Regions from separate parts of the Rattus norvegicus genome. Here region 1 is linked to region 2. Evidence: chromatin contacts called from public Hi-C data. All regions are on one chromosome and are shown on one strand. The core of a region is the stretch at or near the end of the contact, and the rest is flanking DNA. Distances in the headings are between cores, read along the strand shown. Region 1 has its middle 130 kb from the start of Ankrd55. Region 2 overlaps LOC134485837 (a long non-coding RNA gene).

What was found. Hi-C and Micro-C count contacts between places; a contact is called where the count stands out from the background.
Region 1: a contact with region 2 is called in a Hi-C map of liver, with 4 times the contacts expected there. The contact joins two enhancer-like sites. A contact is called at or near these places in 3 of 12 Hi-C or Micro-C datasets (kidney and liver).

The regions. Positions count from the first base shown.
Region 1 is chr2:45,514,336-45,517,277 of GRCr8, forward strand. No RefSeq gene overlaps it. Among named protein-coding and RNA genes, the nearest start is that of Ankrd55, 130 kb to the right of the region's middle. Within about 2 kb of position 1,341, at least 7 of the 93 cell types and tissues checked have an H3K27ac peak or open chromatin away from gene starts, as enhancers often do. A contact at or near this core is called in kidney and liver, where this site is marked.
Region 2 is chr2:45,262,820-45,265,663 of GRCr8, forward strand. LOC134485837 (a long non-coding RNA gene) reads left to right here. Exons shown (of 2, transcript XR_010064080.1): 2 at 1-2,844. Among named protein-coding and RNA genes, the nearest start is that of Map3k1, 120 kb to the left of the region's middle. Within about 2 kb of position 1,507, at least 19 of the 93 cell types and tissues checked have an H3K27ac peak or open chromatin away from gene starts, as enhancers often do. A contact at or near this core is called in kidney and liver, where this site is marked.

The DNA of each region.
Region 1 (2,942 bases), core at 91-2,590, 250 kb after region 2:
CAGCGGATGAGTTTGGGAAGGAAGTTCACGGTTCTTAGAACTTACAAGAAAAAAAGCAGAGCTCCTACAGCAGGAACAAGGCCTGGGAAATGGGGCGGCATTGAAAAGAAAACTGGGGCTTTTTATAGACATTTAGTGGAAACTCGATGAAACAGAGAAGCCGATGATCTGGTCAGCTCAGCTCCTCCTCTCAACTTTGGCCTCTTTCTCAAATACTGCTTCCAGGAGAGAGAGAGAGATAAGGTGAAACCTGGTATCCTGGCTTCCAGCCACGGCACAACCAAAGACATTTTGGTTGAAATATTTCTGGCATCCCTGGCCTTTGTCAAGGACAGAACTTCCAATGAGCCTCGGGGCATTTCTGGCTTTGGGCCTTGTAAAGACTGTTTACTTTCAGGGCTCCTTACCCTGAAACTGCCCAGCCAGTTTCTGTCACCTGTTTCCATCAATAATTACTTGTTTGGATCTTCCTGTACAGTTTAGAATGATCGGTACCTGATAGATACCGTAGGAATCACGTCCCTGATTTAAAGCAGCCATAAAAAAAGACACTTGCCACCATTATTCAAAGTTTTAGAAATCTCCATTTGAAAGTGGTAGAAACTCAGTAACATCTTCTTGACTCGGGAATAACATGGATCCTCAGATCACAGCCGAGCTCTCAGCTTCAGAGAACAAAAGACGGTGCTGAAGGATCTACAGCTAGAGGAAGCTTTGCAACTCCCAGTTGTAGTCTTAGTTTCTCTCTGAAGCTAATGATAAACAATATGTTCGTGGCTGCTCCCCAGTCTACAGTCTTGAGGTATTATGTGTTTTGGTGTCACTTGGAAAGATTTTTTTAAAAGGCAGACATGAACGGGGTCTGTGTCTGGGGCCCGCAATCAATACTCCCCCATGTACTTTCATGCAGCAGGCTCCTTCCTGCAGATAGTTCATTGAGCTGTGTCTCAGAGGAGGTGCCTGGGCATCCTATGGGCCTTGTAAATCAAGGGAACATGCCTTAGAAAACTGCACAATCTGTCTGGAAACAATTCCTGCAAGGCCTGGCCTGGGGAGTGATCCATTAGTGAAGGCCAAATGGCATTCTGCTCATGTCATGTCTGCTAGCTACCCTTGACCAGGGTCAAGTCTTAACTACATCTAAGTGTGGTTGGTTTGTCTCTCCCCCGTCCCCACCTTCCACTCCCCCAGCACCCCCGACCCTCCTGCTCTCTCTCTTCCCTACCCAACCAAAATTCTTGAAAGACAAAAAAAATTACACCCTGAAACCTAGAGTCACTCACTGTTCAGTCAGTACTGTTTAGTCATTTGCTAAGGTTGAACGTGATCGACTGTGGGTGCCCACAAAGGTCCCCACCTCCACCACCATCAGCTTTCTAGTGGAAAATTCCTGGGCACAGAAGGGTCACTTCCAGACAAGAAATCACCCAGATAGGCTCTCCTGGGCACAAAGACCTTGGTGTTCAGCCAACCACTGTTCTTAGAAGTGGGGGCTTTTTGTTAGTGTCCGTTACATTCGTATCTCTAACAGCTTTCTACTACAATGTTCAATTTCTTTTTTCTCCAAGGCCAGTCCTCCACCCTCCCATCTTTGGAGGAATGTGTTAATAATTTGCCCCGGGGAGATGAAAGTCTCTTTGATACAAGTAGAATAAACACAGGGCCCATTGCTCAAAGGTCTTGTTTCTACAGTAGGAGGCCAGTTTCGGACTGAAACAAAACTGAGTAAAATAGCCTCGTTTCTGAATTCCTCTTCACAGGCATCCTTCATTGGCTCCTGTGGCTCCTCCCTTCCTTGTGCAGCTGGGCAGTGCCCATCGTGACTGCAGGAAGCTGCAGCCCATAAGGGCCATGGCCAATAGTTGTGGTAAATACCTTAGTCCTATATCAGACCTGAAAGGCCCCTGCTGTCAGTGGGATTGCATTGTGTGGGATGGGGATCATCTAGATACCACATTAAAACAGGCTTTGTGAGACAATAGCACATCAGGGTGGAAGGGAAACATTTAGTTCAACTCTTCATTTCATGGGTAAGGGTGCAGTGCAGGTCTGTATAACTTTCTGGCCATACATCTTCCAAATCCTGGCATAGTCTCTCCTTAAGCTACTATATTCCTTTCATCCCAAAGAGTGGAGAAATCACAGATGCTCTTATGAGATTGAGACTGCCTTAGTCTTCTTTTCTCTTCCCATCACTACTGTGAGGTACGCTTCTTCCCACCAAATGCTAAGTAGCATTCCTGGGCTCCTGGAGCCCTTTAGGGATATGAGTGTGGCTTGGACCTCTTGCTCTACCCTGCAGGATGGTAATATAGAAGGCCGCCATTCTGTACACGAAGACCCTGGCCTGAAGGCATCTAGCAGACATCCGATGGATGTGCTGCCTCTCTCAGTCCCCTTGCAATTCAAAGTTCACCTGCACACCCCAAAGGCAGGCCGGAGACACACAGAAGCGCAGATGACAGCTCTATGTCTTGCTCCCTTTGCATATGAGCCTCTTCCAAGTTCCGTCTTGACACTCACTTGCTGGTGACGTTGATTGATCTAAAAGACATCCTCTTGGATAGCCCATGGACTAACAGCAAAGTTCAGGGTCCAGGATGTGGCCTCTGCCTCACTTAGCCTTGCGACAAGACTACAGCTCATTCTCCTCTACCTTTCTATACAGGAATAAAGTGAACTCAGGGCACTCAAATATCCAGTTTCAGCCTGGTGAGCCAGAGGTCGTTGTATCGTTTATTTTCCAAAACTTGAAATATGACAGTAATGTTCTTTTCCTCCAAATTGTATGGCTTTGATGTTCATTATCTTAGAATTCATAACACATTTCCCCCCTCTATCATCAAAGCCCTAAAACTTGCTTTGGTCTAGACACCTCCAGAGACTGAATTCATTCCTCCAGTTCATCTGTCAGGTTTCTCCTTCAGAGCAATTTGTCTGAG
Region 2 (2,844 bases), core at 257-2,756:
GCACACACCACATGATGACCTGATTCCATAGGCAGACCAGCGCTGGGAAGCCAAGGAGGGGGAGGCTAGAGGTCGAGTTCTAGCTGCAGAGAACTTCTTTTTGCCCTTGAGGGCTGGGCATAGAGTGATTAGTCATCGTAGGACAGCAGCTATATCGCCTGTCCCATTGACTCATTTACTAGGAAAAAGGCCAAGTGTCAGGAAAGAGAGATGGGGTGGAGAGAAGGGGGAACTCATTATAGCGTTTTGTCAGGAACACCCAAATGCTCACGGATTCTACAACCTACACTTCATTCTTCTAACGCCATTCCACCGTTCAATCCATCCGACGAACAGTAGTCCATGAGTTCTGACAAAGATTGGGTGACATAAACACAACCAGGGACAATGTATACTCTCAACTCACAAAGTTCTTTTGTTCCTCTTCCCAAGTAACTCCTGGTCCTACCACACTCCCTGAGGCAATCCACAGCTATTCGTGTGAGAGCATGTATGTGCGTCTGTGTGTATGTTTGTGTCTTACCATTCGTTAGTCTGGGAATTTCATATTACAACCATAAAACATGTGCTCTCTTATATATAAAGATTCCTTCGCTTGACTTAATATTTTCGAGATGTCTGATTTTGAACAGTTGAAATAATGTACACCAGTCTTTGGAGATTCTTGGGTTAGCATCAGAAATGCTGGGCGGTGGTTGAACATGCCTTTAATCCCAGCACTCAGGAGGCAGAGGCAGGTGGATCTCTGAGTTCAAGGTCAGCCTGGTCTACAGAGTGAGTTCCAGGACAGCCAGGGCAGCACAGAAAAACCCTGACTCTATAATCAAGAATTCCAAAGTAAGTAAGTAAGTAAGTAAGTAAGTAAATATAAAATAATTTTTTTTAACTGAGGTAGAGAGGGTAATGCGGAGGAGAGGAAATGGACCCTAAGGTTAGAAACTCTGACCACTTGGTTTTCTGATGCAAGGTTGAGGACTGGTTCTTGTCAAGGTCATGCAGGTTGAGTTGAAACTGGAACCCAGGTCTCCTGATCCACTCTTGGAACAGGGAGCCAGCAGCTGAGTGAGGTGGTTGCTTTGAGCCAATGCCATGTGATACTAGAGAGTTTCGACAGAGCTTTGCTTAGAGGATGTGAAACTACACTAACCTCATGTGACAAGAGATCCTTGGAGGCCTTGGTGTGGGGCCAGGAGAGGAAGTCTGCATGGCTTCTGGTTACCGGCTCTACCTCTGAACCCACTGGCCTGGGGTGACTTATGGCGAACCTTCTCATTTGCAATAAAACGAGACATGGGGCAGGAAACGCTTTTCTACACCACCGTGCTTAAAGGCAGGGCGCCCCTAAAAAAGGCTGGGTGGGCGGGGCCTCTAAAAGGCACCTTCAGCCACACGCCCCTCCCAGAGCAGAGGATCTGGTGCTGAAAACACACCTCTTGGGAGGGAGAGATGCTGTGGTTACAGACACAGCCTTTGTGTCTTGTATGCACGTTCCAATTCAGCCCCAGATGACAATGACCTGGTAGTTCCTGCCTGCCAGCTGTTGGCTGGCCTCTGTGAAAGTCCCCAATGTTTGGGCCAATGCCTCGTGGGCAGGTATCCATATCACGAGGCCAACTGGCACCGTTGGCACCTTTGTTGGTCAAATGAGCACAGTGACTTGGAACAGAGGTGGCCGATCCACCCTCCCTACCAGCTGGCCGGTGGGAGCCTGTGGGCAGGTGCCCTGGGGAGAGAGAGGGTTCCGGTTGCCATGGTAACTGTTCAGAAAAGGAGGTTTCCTCCTCAAGGTCAGTTTGATCTCTTTTCTGCCAGGGGAAGAAATGGATCTGTGGCAGCCATGTCATGTATATCAATTCGTGTCTCATCTGTTTGGAATCTTCACTTCTAATTGGACCTATTATTAGTTAGTGTCTGGGAGAATCTGAGGGCTGGTGGATCTGTTGAGGGATGTCATTATAGTGAAGACTAGGTCACCAGAGAAGTCCCAGAAGAATTATTCCAGTGTATACCAAGCAGAGCTGGACAAAGAATTCCAAAGGCTTTTTTTTTTCTCCCAAGGCAGACTGGCAGGTTGGACGAGTTCTCTGGACTATTCCGGGATATGGAGATTAGCCCTGACTGAGGCCTTCACCCTAGATGTCCTTTGGCCAAACTGTCCTTGGCACAGGGGTGAAGGGACCCTTGTCAGCTTGCTGGGCCTGACTAGTTTCCCACAGTGAATTTACTGTAAAGGACCATGCATTCTCACCGATGCTGTCTGTTCTGCGAAGGTTCCACGTGTGCCTTTACCGATGTTTCTGGCTTTGACCAGAAAGTTCAACTCGTTCATCTACTCACTTCTGCACCTCGCTTCTGATGAAAGCTGTTCTCGCCCGGGTCACTGGGTTGAGCGTCAGTGATTTTCCCACCCAGCTTTTCCTCTGTGTGTTGGTAAAAAGATCCTCTGTTTCCGGCCTTGAGATGCTTGGGAGAAATACTAGCATCATTAGTGCAGGAACTCCTGGGGAGTGGAGGTTAGGGAACTGTGCTCTGTTCTGCCTACTGATATCTAGTCAAAATTATTTAGATCGGCTGGTAGATACCTAAGAATAGGAAATGTGAGTTTCTCTGGGTAAGCCTAAACACCTTGCCTGCAAGTGTGGCCATAGACACGGCTGTCAACTGTCTGACGTAGCCAGTGAGACTAGAGTAGATCGCCCCACTCCTTTTTGCCAGCTGGTTTTGGAGACCGGAATTTTTATGTATACATAAAAAGAGAAGTTCTTGTTATATTTAATGATTAACGGACTGAACATGCAAAGTGTTGTCCTGTGTCCTAGTGCTAAGTAAATATTTAGAATTTGT